2 separate regions of the Gossypium hirsutum genome follow, and region 1 is linked to region 2. The links are chromatin contacts, called in public Hi-C maps. All regions are on one chromosome and are shown on one strand. The core of a region is the stretch at or near the end of the contact, and the rest is flanking DNA. Distances in the headings are between cores, read along the strand shown.

Region 1 (6,108 bases), core at 2,917-5,416, 140 kb before region 2:
TAATACATGGAGGGACTCAACTCGAATATAAGGCCATGGGAAACCCAAGACTTAATAGACATGGGATAACGCCACTTAATGCCATCAAAGGAATATGAGTTCATGAACAGTTGATATGTTTATATCTTCAATTTGTTTAGAATCTGGTCTCTATTTGGCAACTTTTCTGACTGAATTACACTGCATCAGTTATGCTTTTGTCACTAAGAATAGATCAAAGGAGAGAGAAAAAAAATCAAAACATAAAAGATCAAATTCTGCAATATAATGGACTAAATATGCTAGCTGATTTAAAAGAAGAAAAAGAAATACAACACTGCAATTAGAATTTAGAACTAAAAATTAAAATAAACAACAGTAGGCATTAAAACTATTGCATAATTTATTATTACCTTTGAAATCGAGACCTATATGACTTCATTGAATGAGATTGAAGTCTCTCTCTTAATTCAACAATCACAGATCTGACCTGAACATGTCTTTGCCAGAAGAAAGCAAACAAAATGAGAGGTTGAAGAAGACATCATCCCCATCTCACAAATCATAAGCAATAATGGCTATATTGAATATGATGCTCTAGTTTATGAAGTACATAATACGAAATATTCATTAGGAATCCTAGACAGAAGCTCCATAAACAAAAGAAACTCATACCGATGTCAACTTTGAGTACTCTGCACCTGAGAGCGATTCCACTGATGAATTCTCCAAGAGAAAGAGCTGTTATGAGTGAATTTATTAATAATTCATTTGTATAAATAATTGAAATAATAACATGACAGACTTGTGGGTTGTAGCAACCATTAAGCACTGCATGATTAGGAGAACAGCTTAGGCTGATGCCATGGCGCTAAAATAACCACCTATATCTGACTTTTCCAATTTGAGTGGGTAGTGACAATTGACAATGGTTGCAACCATCAGAAAGGGAAACAAAACCCCCAAAGATATCTCGGCAAGGCAAATTGACTTGTAAGAAAGCTCATTAAACATTTCATGGAATTCCAAATTCCTCAGAAGCAAGACCTTAGGATCATTTAATCAGAACTAGTTTACAGAAACTAGATAGTTACATGCCTATTGACACTAGCAGTTATGAAACAACTGTTACCAGCTGGTGATGACAATCCAATTTTTAGAACAATCTCAAAACTCCTATTTAACTTATGCTTAGCAAATAAACAACAGAGACAAACTATTATCAACGTTTTCCACCTTCATGCATGTGTAGCTTTAAGTTAATTGAAATACAAACAAATGAATGAACTAAGAAGAATTCCTTCATAATATGTACCTGTCCAAATGGTACATATGAAGGTAAAGAAGGCACACTATGCCATCTCTTGTTGTCTCCACTACCATTGTTTTTATCGGCCAACTTTCCAGATCCCGTGGACTCACAATTATCAGTGTTGGCAATTGGTTTAAGAGATATGCCATCAGTACCCTCTTGAATTTCAAGAGACTGTGGTCCAACAACTACATCTTCAATGGAAGATGCAGTTTTAGAGTCAGTTGCAGATGGCTCTATGGGGTCGAGTTGCTTTCTGCTGTATTTTTTGAATTGTCTTCTAACTCCTTCTAATGGAACAAGCCTTGAAAGTCTCCAAAAGGGCCCCTGGACAGGGCCTACCCCTATAACCAATTGCTCCCCTTCATTATCTTTTAACCTCTCAGTCTTTCCCTTCTGTAACCCTTGTTCATTCTTTGATGTTGGTAAACTGTTATTTTCCATGCCAGAGGACATCAATAAACTTTGTGCATTATAGTGATGGAAATAAGCAGGTGACAGGATACGAGGTACGAGATCTTCAGGAATGCAGTAGCTCTTGAAATAGTGTTGCCAACCTTTTCTGTTAACATAACTGGAAATTTTGTTCATCACAGAACAAACAATTAGCTTCAGAGAAAATTAAATAATAAAAAAACCACACGATAAATATTTCAAAAAAGGGAGAGCACTCACTCTCTTAAAGCCGCATTTCCTACCGCAGGTTGGGAAAATGTTATACACTTGACCTGAACCCTTTCACTTTCTTTTGATGAAGATGATACAGCAATAACCCTCAAAATGGCAAGGGTAGCCAATGCTGCCACCTACTATGTCATACATAAAGAAGGTATGAAATAGATTAACTGACAAAAACACATCAGGTAAATCTTAAGTAAAACTAGTCCATCAAACTTACTGCTCCACCAAGAGAATGTCCACATAATACAAGTTTCCGTTTCTTTTTCTGAGCAAGCCTGTACAACTCCAAAGCAGGTATGCCTTTAGCACGAGCCAAGAAACCCTAAAGATAATAAATTGGAATGAATATAACTAAAGAAAAATTATGCAGAATCTCTAAGTATTTTTAGTTATAGACAACAACTAACTACATAAAAGTATGAGCAGTGAAAGAAAGTTCAAGATTTAAGTATCAACCACAAAAAGAAGAAAATAAATTCTAATGATATATGAATAATAAACTGTTATCAAACCCGATGTGCAGCAGGTTTAGGCCTATCTTTAATCTGTTTAGGTTTTGATTCCAAGGGATTGAACTGATTTTCCTCATTTCCTTTCTGTCTCTCGCCTCGGTTGGCTTCAGTTAATTCAATCCGGCCAATCTCCTCTGCCACATCCTCATGAAATATAGCACCTTGAAGTATGTTCGCATCAGCCATGACATCTCTTAAAGAAATCAAGAATGAAACAAAACAAATTCAAGCTTCTGAAAGAAAGAAATAATGAGTCACACTATAACGAACCATGCTTACTTATACTGCTTGGTTCCAATGAACGAAGCAAATAGTGTATCGCCTGCTTCTGCTAACAGATACCTGCAATGAGAGAGATGCAAAGGAAAAATAAGGGAACCAACAAAGCCAAATTGCAAGGTAATATCTTCGGCAAGCATGCATCTACTGATTAATAGTACTTCATGGTGGAGTACCATCAAAGACCTAATCCAGACTAAATGAAAACCAGGCAACCAGCTAAGTTAATCACCTTATGAGCCATATGTCATTTTTTAAATTTAGGATGGATGCACACACCTGCATTCGAACTCATTAATGATGCTCTCTTATTCTTCTTACCTTTCTATTTAACCCCTTTTTGTCCACATTTGGGCCAAAGCTACACAAGCATGTCGAATCGTTGACAAGTAATGAGAAAATTCCAGTTAAATTTATTATTTATAGGAAAAAAAATGTTTTCATACTCGCATTGCATGCAGTTTTAAATCAAAATTACGACTTTATGTAAAGAATCACTATGTTATTCGTACAAAAACTAAATCATCTTCAGCAACATCATTATAGCTTGCTATTGCAGCACAAGGTCATTCATCTGTGCTCGAGTTAATATGAAAGATTGTTTACAACTATGTAATAGACGAGGAGTGTAGATTATAGAGTTAAAAATAAATACCTGTGTGGAACATGATCCGAAGAAGGTTGTACGCGTTCTATAGAAACAATTTGTCCTCCAAAATCAGCCTTAAATTTGTTCACAGCTCGAATCATCTCAGTAGCAGGTTTCTACAAAGAAAGGGATGGAAAAGAATATTTTTCCCATAAATAATAGAAAATTTATCATAAGACATGCAGTTCCTTTTTGTAATTAAACATGGATAAAACTTAGCTCCTTTGAACTTAAAATTTTTTAAATTAACTGTCAAATCATAACATCTTTTAATATATATGTGTATAAAATTGGCGTGATGGGGAAATATTGGAGAAAGCCGCAATTATTGCTGTACCTTGTAAACGCACTCGGAGAGGACCATGCAACAAAGAATGTCCTGCAAATCCGAGAGAGAATCAGCTTTGACGGCTCGGCAAAGCTCTTGGAGTTGGCGCTTTCGCCTTTCGTACTCTTGATGGAGTTTCTGGCGCTGCTCCATGTCGCCGTTGTTCCACGGCGGCCAATGCCACCTCATCCGCCACTGAAGCGGCCCCCACGAGACCTTGAGGATCTTGGCTCTTTGGTCCTTGATCCATGTCTCCACTCTGCTTTGTATTGATTCCATTATTATTCGATCAAAACAATGTTTTCTCTTTCTTTTTCTTTTCTTTTTTTTTTATTTGGGTTTGTCTGCCTTCGAATGGTACATTTGAGATTTTAGAATGTGAGAGATAGGGCAACTCCGAGTTTTATTGGGCGAAGCCGAAAGCCGAAGCCAAGCTAAAACAGCAGAAACCTCTACTTAAATGATCAATTACGTGTACGCTAAGTTCACTTTCTCTGTCGGAATGGTAAGTTTAGCAATAACTATTTTTAATATGTGTAAAATGTATTTTTGGATAAAAATATTCTTCAATAAGTTATTTATTTTAGAAGTTAAAAATTTTAATTTCTTCCCACATTTCAAAAATATTTTTGAAAAATATCCCTAAATTAGGTCGTAGTTTAATTGTTGCTCCCATTTAAGGTTGTCTTTAACAATGCTGAAAAAAAAGCACTTTTGACTTAAAGTCAAAAGCAATTTTACTTAAAAGCACTTTTTGCTGAGAAGTTAACTTGTTTAGCTTTTCTTTAGAAGTATTTTTTTTTATTCCTCTATTTTTCTTCACTCGAAAACACATGGTATTTCCATTTTCTTTTTTTTTCAAATCATTAATTAAAAATAAAAATAAAAGCATTCCTTAAAATTATACAAATCTGTTAATATTTAATTACAAATATTTATTAGTTATATTTTAATATTTAAAATATAGTTTATATATTTGAATTAAATTTTATAAATAATTTAAAATTTATTTAAAATATAGTTTATATATTTGAATTAAATTTTATAAATAATTTAAAATTTATTTTCCATATATTAAAATATTAACAACAAAATATTTTCTATATTTTTACTAAAATATCATAATATTAACTAATTTCAAAATTATTTAAATATTTATTCGTTACTTTATAATATAATCTCTAAAATAAACATTTTATTTCTCAAAAGTATTTTTTAACAACAATATTAAAAACTTAAATTTTAAATCAAACTTTTTCAAATCACTTTTTAAAAATAATTTTCAAAAGAAATGATAAACTAACTCTAAATTTTATTCATCAACAGAGAGATACTATCTTCCTTTAAAAGGTATTCATGGTTAGTCAAGTTTTAGACTAAGCACCCGTGATAATAAATTTTAAAATTACACCCACTAAATAAAATACAAATTTGGTTAATTTTAGCCTTTTTAGTGATTTTTACTCTTAACAAAAATAATCTATTTATTTTAAATTAATATATTTATTGAAAATAAATTTTAAATATTTTATATGTAATTTTTAACTGAATTAAATAGTATTTAAAATAAATTAATATTAATTTTTTTTATGGTTTTAAGGTGAAAAGTGTTGCATAAAAATAATGAAAATAAGAAAAAGATAAAATTGTCTCAAAATATAATTTTAATTTTCAAACTATTTGATTAGTTTGTAGCATACTGAAATTTTCAACAAAATGATGACTTACTATCGTACCAAACTCCCTCTTAATTTCTTCATAATAATTTCAGAATTGTATGTTTTAGCCAATTTCACAATAACCTCAGAGATTTTTCTTTTTCACCTCTCCCTTTCAAAAGAACGAGGTGTTCATTTTGGATGCCATCGGACCTCTACTGTAATTGGCATTCAAAGCAAAATTGCATCATCATTTTGCTAAATATTCAACCCAATAAAATATTAGGCTTAAAAATCACCAAAATTCAAACTCAATTTTAGATGCGATGTATATGTGTATGGGATAATTTTTGTTAACTAATGTTATTTTTTAAGGTTATTTTTTAATGGATTCTAGATATTTTTTAGGTTGTGATATATTCATATTGATTGAAGAGTCATTAATTTCAAACAGACTCTGACTTGTTTAATTCCAAGTCAAAGAACTCAAGTTATGATCGTTTTAATGAAGATTGTGTAAGCAAAATTTCTAGACGGGATTATTACAGAAAATTACAAATTTTAGGTTTTAATGAGTATAAATCATATTAGGTTCAATTTCAAGACTTAACCTTGATCACATATTAGGTTTTATATTTTTTACTTATTTATTCCGAATATTTATATTTCTTAATCAACAAGAAAGTTTAATTAGTATTCTCATAATTCTT
Region 2 (6,907 bases), core at 3,614-6,113:
TATAGATCAACCTCAAGAATATGATCATCAGTAGACAGACAGAACTAATTTTATCGGCCAAATTAATCTAATTACAGTGAAAATAATAAATCCATGAATCCCCTATTTTGGTATTGCCAATCTCCAAGCCAAAAAAACACTAAGATTCAAGGAAATTCCTTTTTATCACATTCCAAACGGAGCACAAAAACAATGAAACTCGAACAGCAGGAACACAAGTAGAACTTCGGAAACTCGCCATGGTTTTAACATTAAGTTCCAAAATTTTAAACGCATTTCCAGGAAAAGAAATGAAACAATGTTGACGTATTGGGTAAATTTTAAGCACGTATTACTCAAAAACATATGCTTCAGACTCATATTAATTAATAATGCAGTACACTAAAATCAAACATATATTTTTCAACATCTAATTGAATATAAATCAGATTAAAATTTATTTCAGAAATATTCAAAAGAGGAAGGGGTGAACTTTATATACCTTGACCGAGAGCAAACTTGAAAGGAGTCCCTCTATCACGGCTTGAATCGAATTTAGTTCCATCCAGCAACGTCCCCGTATAATGAACTGTACCAACAAGAACAACCAATCAGAATCCAAAACATTTTTGAAAACAGAAAGAGTAATTATTCATTGCTTTTACTTGTTTATTATAGTGTAATTCAGATACATATACCTTCAACTTCGTCGCCGGTTTCAGGATTTTCCCAACCTTCACCTTCCTTAACAAGCTTCTTCTTCAAGCCTTGCTTTCCGATCTCCTTCTCTTCTCCTACCTTCAAGGTGGGAACATCCCCGGGAAGATCAATGTCGTCATTCACATCCTCCACCAGCGGGATATCAAAATCCTCATCCATTTCGAATAGAAGAGGCTAAGAGATAGGGAGCTAATGTGTGCGTGACAAGTGAACAATGAGCGTGAACAGGGAAGCTTTCAAAAGCTAAGAAATGGAGGAACGCAAAGAAAGGGATTTTATGGGTGAATGTAGGTTCTAGAGGCTTCCATAGTAAGGGTATAGCGAGAAACGTGATTGATCGATTGGTTTTGAAGGGTCAGGATGCTTCCAGATTTTCCTTTTTAATTAATTCAAATATATTTCATTTCTCTTTCTTTCTTTCTTTTTTTTTTCTCTGGGGCTGGATTAAAGATTGCATTGGCAGAATTGTTCCTCGTGCGCGGGTTTACACTTGATCGGACGGCTCCGGCGTATCTGTTACCATTCTTTTACATTAGATTAGTCAATTCATATTTGAACTGGATTAAGTTTTTTAATTAGTATTATTCTTGTGTAATGAGATTGTAATAATTTAGAAAATGAGTGTTTAAATATGCTTAAAGTTCAAATTATCTTCCAATTTAAAGATTTAAGGGTTAAGAATAGCTTTCCATCATTAATTTGGAGATACGCGCTTCCTTTGATGGTTATAATAGCAATATTGCCAAATAAAACACAAAAAAAATTTAACTTATTATATTATTTTTTATTTAAAATTATTTTAGAAACAATAAAATACATTAAAGTCTTCCGATAAAATCAATGTGAGTTCAATCTTTAGTTATTAAGTAAAAGACCAAATTAAATTAAGCAAAACTTTCAGTTTGACCAATAAAACTAAATTTAGCTTTAAAGTAATTATCTGTTGTCACAGAACACTATCTTGTATCAGAAGATAAAATCAGGTACTCAATTTTCTTGGAGAGACCGACTCAACTTGGTTTAACGACAATGTATAATGCAATCATAATTGTTCCCAGTGATATTTGTTAACTGTGGAAGTTGTACCCTTCATTCATCCTTTGAAATTGAAGCTTGCCTGTCATCATATCAGAAATGCACAACTTTTATCAAGTTTTAATTCGACAGTTGAATTCACCTTATCTGCCCACATATAATAATAATCAAAGGAGGAACCATCCAAAAAGAACGTTTCTCCAACATCGTAACAAACAGATAGTTTTCCTTGTGGAAAAAAAGAAACCCCCAAAAATATTATCTGAATCCTAGACAGAAGGCCTGTTGAGGTTACGCCGTCATAATAGCGTTTTTTAATGGAAAACAAGCGTAGTAAAATATAAAAAAAGTTAGCGCTAATGAGCAAAGCAACTATAGCTCATCTTCACTTGTATCCTCCCCACTCGATGGCTTCCCATTGACTGAAACAAGCTCTGCGTCAAATATTAGCGTTGCTCCACCTGGTAAGTTCGGCCAATAAAAAATTCGTCAATTTTGTTTCCTATGATAGACAAACAGGCAAAGCAGCTTAAAGCAAAGATTTTATTCAATATGCAAAGGAGCTTCCATAATAACATCATTCCTTCAATTATATAAATAACGGACCACTGTCTACGACATTGGAATTGTGAAGCATAAAGGAATATGAACAAAAATGAAAAATTTACCTGGGATGGTGGGTGGTGAACCCTGTTCACCATATCCAAGCTTAGCAGGTATTTTCAATTTGCGCTTCTCACCAACGCACATCCCCAGCAATCCTTGGTCCCATCCTGCCAAAAGCATAATCGCTTTCAGGCATCAATGAATGAACTCCACACAATATAACCACCAAAATTCCGGTAGTAAAGCAAGTCATTCATTGTCTGAGTTATAGCAAAATCCGGATTAGTTGTTAAGGGCAACTAACCTTTGATTACTTGTCCACTACCAAGCTCAAACTCAATGGGATCACCTCTTTCAAAACTGGAATCGAAAACCTTTCCATCAGTGAGCTTCCCCTGCAAAAAGGGATGAAAATTTATGTAAACCAAGAAACTCACACCTCTTAGGTAGTAAACAATTAATTCTAACCATTAAAGTTTAGAAGCCAATATGTACTTGACCACAAAAATTCACACCAAATCATTTTCTTTTCTTCTTTTTGTTTTTTGTTTTCCTTCTTATACACCCTTTTATACAATGAATTAGAAATCTAATAATGGCACAAGCAAAATAATATTTGAAACTGGCATAAGTCTACATACATATATATTATATCCCATAAAATTAGTACAAGTTGATGGCCGCTTACTATAATAAAGTACAGAAAATTGCTTAAACCAAGCTTCTATTTCCAAAATCCAAAGAAGGAACATGCTATAAAGTTGAAACCAATCTGACATATAGAAATATAAAAAAAGGTTTAGCTCCTCGTTTGTTACTAACAAAACCGTAAAGAATGACCTAAATTTTACAAGAAGAGTGCAGGAGAAATAGGCACAATTAAATATTCTTCATTAATATTTTAAAGGTCAAGAAATATGATATAAAACTTAACATCGAGATGGAGCTATAGAACATTACCCGATAGTGCACTTTTACTCTATCACCTTTATGAGCCTGGAATTCACATGATGGAGGCTTATACTGTGAAAAGGTGAGAATGAAATAGTTAACAAGATCACAAGCAAAGATTAAACCGACCAAGAAGTTAGAAACAAAAAATAACAGTTGATTATCTGTACATACAAATCTATAACAACATGAACCAACTGAAAATTGGCATACAATGTTACGAAACAGCACTAAGGTTACCAAATGAAATGGAAAAATGTAAAACCTTACTCTATTTCAACTCTGCATTTCATTTGATTTCATGAAGAAACCTTACTCTGTTTATTCAGAGATAAACAGACATGAACCAACCAATACTGCTAACCCTAAATAAACCAAGGCTCCCCCCGAAGAATCAACATATACATATATATGCGTCCGTATAAGAGAAAGAAAAATTACTACCACTCAAAATTAAGGATGTGTTTGGTTGGTGGAAAAGTAAGAAGATGGAAGGAAGGAGTGAAAAAGTCAAAAACTAAAAAATTTTTAAGCATGCTTAATAAGAAAATTAGTAAGAAGAAACAAAATTGGATAAAAACAGATTATTCCAAATTAGAATGATAAAAAGAGAGAAAATGGGAGAAGCATGCATATTAGTTATAAATAATGCATTTTTCAAAACCTTCATTTTCTTTTTCCTTGTTTTTGAACTTTATCAAGCAATTCTTTCAAATTTTCAAAATCTTTCCTACCAATCACATTAATAAAAATCTTTCTATAATTCTGCTCTTCCAATTTTCATCTATCTAATTTCCTTCCTACTTAACCAATTAAAGCTTCGAAGTCCCCAAAACAAAATATATCATATATAAGCTATTGAGAGACAATTTTTACAGCTTTATTTTATCACAGATCAAATTGAAAAGAACATGAAATGACATAGAAAATAAGGGGAAAAGAAATACTTTGACGCCGATCTGCAGCTCGGTCACATCAGCTGATTTCTTGGCATTCGCTGAGGAATTCGAAAAGTGTACAAAAATAAAATCAATAATTAATTAAAACGAAAGAAAGCTAAACTGCTACAATTTTTTTAAAATATTAAATCAGAAGACAAGAGACGTTTCAACAATCGATTAGATCTGGAAATTATGACACCGTATAATTAATAACCGAAAGAATATAATTGGATAAGAAACTTACCTAATGCGAAAAGAACCAACAGAAGCACAATCGGAACCACCTTCAACGCGCAGCTGATACTCATTTTGTTTCACTCTCTCTAACTCCGACTAATTCTCTCTCGACTTATATTCTCTGTAAATTTTGGCGTTGCGAGATTTTATCTAAAGCAAAAGCAATCCGAATACTTAAAATGGGCTGAAATGGTCTTCTTCTTAGACTCTTTCAAGGCCTCAATTTTATGGTAAGGCCTGCCCATTTTAAATGTGCAATGGATGGCTCTCATTCCTCACCATTTTGAATCTCCCTATAAAAAACTTGCTCTACCAACATCATTCATTAAAGCTGGCTGCAAAGGGAAACTTGGCCTTTTTCGGACCTTTCTACTGATGAAACACAGGTTCTATTCAAGCAATCACTGTGACTTCCATTAAACACTAAATATTACTAATTAATTTTTTTTTTGTGAAGAAAATGGATTTACTATTTGAAAAGTCATCTATTGTTTATTTAGATTTTATCATTTATCATTAATGAAGATCAATATTTTTTCAATTTTGGCTAAAAAATGAGTGATAAATAATTAATGGAATTTACTGATGCGTGTGATATTTTGGGTAAATAATTAGTTAATTACTGATTTTAATATAAGATTGTTATACATCATTAATTATCAGCATGAATCTCAGGATGGTTCCGGGTCGTCTATCCGCGACTTGGATTGGTCTCACCAAACGATTGAGTGTGAGGCAAATCGTGAGAGGACAGCGAGGGGAGCTCGCAAACCCAATTCTCAAGGAGAGCTTACACGAACAAAGGGAAGACCGCGGTCTCAATTCGCATATACTCAATGAGCTCACAGAAGAAAGGCTGCACTGTTCATGACTTGACCTTACTCTTCTTAGTATTGATATTTTGAGTGGATTTCAGGCATGCTGGACACGTGCTTCAGTCTGGGTTGCTTGTCAGACCATGCAGTCTCCCTTCTACGAGCTTCTTGATATATGCGAACTAAGACCGTGACCTTTTCCATTGGCGGATGCAGGGGTTGGCAGGGGCCCTAGCCCCCTTAAAATGGAAAATTTTAATTTTGGCCTTTGAATTTTTTTTAAAATTTTAAATTACTAAAGGTAAAATTGTATTTTGGTCCCCTTAAAATTATAAAAATTCGGTTTAATCCTTTAAAAATTATAAAGATATAGACTATAAAAAACTAAAATTTTATTCGACTCCCCCTAAAAATTTATTCTAGCTTCGCCCTTAGCCTTCTCTTAGTTCATGCGAGCTTTCCTTGTGAGCTGGGTCCACGAGCTCCCCTCACTATCTTCTTACAGTTTACGTCAAACTCAATCGTTTAGTGGGACTTATTCGAACTACGGATAAGCGACCCGGATCCTACTTTGAATTCAAGCAAGTGACCACTTGTATATAATAAGGATATTAGATGAGTGTGCTCCTGGACTTTTTTTCTTTAAAAAAATTGAATGTAGAGAAATGAAATTGTAGAAACAGAAATGGTATTTCCGAAAGGGAAAACAGGGTAATAATTGTTATTGAGTTGTGAAAAATTTTACTAATTTTACCTTGATTTTTTTATAAAGGTAAGCTGGTAATTTTTTTTTACTTATTGGATAATTCAACATAAAATAAAAATGTTTGGTAGAAGTTGTATTTAAGGGAGAATATTTTCAATTAATCTAATTTTTATAAAAGAAATGTGAAAAATGATAAATAGATAAGAGTTATTTATTAAATATTTTCAATTAATTCAGTTTTATTTTATTTATTTTAATATTATATTACCTTAAAATTTATATTTAAAATGTGATTTTATTTAGAATAAAGTTAAATGTTTAAGAATTATGGAAAAAATAGAATAAATATTTTATATTATTAAATAATCTAATTATATTTCTTACTTAATATATTAAATATATTTTATAATTTATATTCGTTACTTAAAATTTTAAATTAGAAATAATTATTAAGTTTTGAACTAACGTGAATAAAAAAAATTAATAATCAAATTGAAAAATTAAATGTTAATCAAATTGAAAAATTAAAGGTGGCTTTGTCCCATCAAAAAATTTGGAGTTGTTTTCCGAAAATTAAGTTTGACGAAATAATTTGTTTGGTATTAAAAAGTATAATTCGCAATGATTTATAAACAGAAAAAAAATGGCAATGATCATTTCAATGCATTTCATTTATTGTTTTCATCCATCATCTCAATAGTCAGTCGTCATTATCCCTATCTAAACATTATTCTCAATTCACTGGATAAACAGTCAGTGATAATTCTGATTAACAAACCCTTAAACAGCTTTAGATTAATCTAAATATTATCTACAAAACATCCTTAAGTTATGCTTATTTTAGTAAAAAACAATGTCTATAGTTATTGAAAAAGATGTACCTCCAACGAAGGACTAGAGGGCTGCTGCTCATTTGT

The links. A called contact is a pair of places that touch in the nucleus more often than the background predicts.
Region 1: a contact with region 2 is called in a Hi-C map of leaf, with 2.4 times the contacts expected there. The contact joins the promoter of LOC107924028 here to the promoter of LOC107922743 in region 2. A contact is called at or near these places in 2 of 34 Hi-C or Micro-C datasets (leaf and seedling).

The regions. Positions count from the first base shown.
Region 1 is chrA11:17,445,135-17,451,242 of Gossypium_hirsutum_v2.1, reverse strand. LOC107924028 reads right to left here and starts at 4,166. Exons shown (of 14, transcript XM_016854280.2): 1 at 3,750-4,166; 2 at 3,419-3,528; 3 at 2,764-2,826; 4 at 2,485-2,677; 5 at 2,190-2,294; 6 at 1,967-2,097; 7 at 1,295-1,865; 8 at 655-720; 9 at 393-469. The coding sequence starts at 4,019.
Region 2 is chrA11:17,309,552-17,316,458 of Gossypium_hirsutum_v2.1, reverse strand. It overlaps LOC107922743 (peptidyl-prolyl cis-trans isomerase FKBP15-1), which reads right to left and starts at 4,863. Exons shown (of 6, transcript XM_016852896.2): 1 at 4,477-4,863; 2 at 4,239-4,288; 3 at 3,301-3,363; 4 at 2,645-2,735; 5 at 2,403-2,507; 6 at 1,867-2,195. The coding sequence starts at 4,540. The coding sequence ends at 2,107. LOC107924326 (peptidyl-prolyl cis-trans isomerase FKBP62) reads right to left here and starts at 1,115. Exons shown (of 12, transcript XM_016854720.2): 1 at 678-1,115; 2 at 482-568. The coding sequence starts at 858.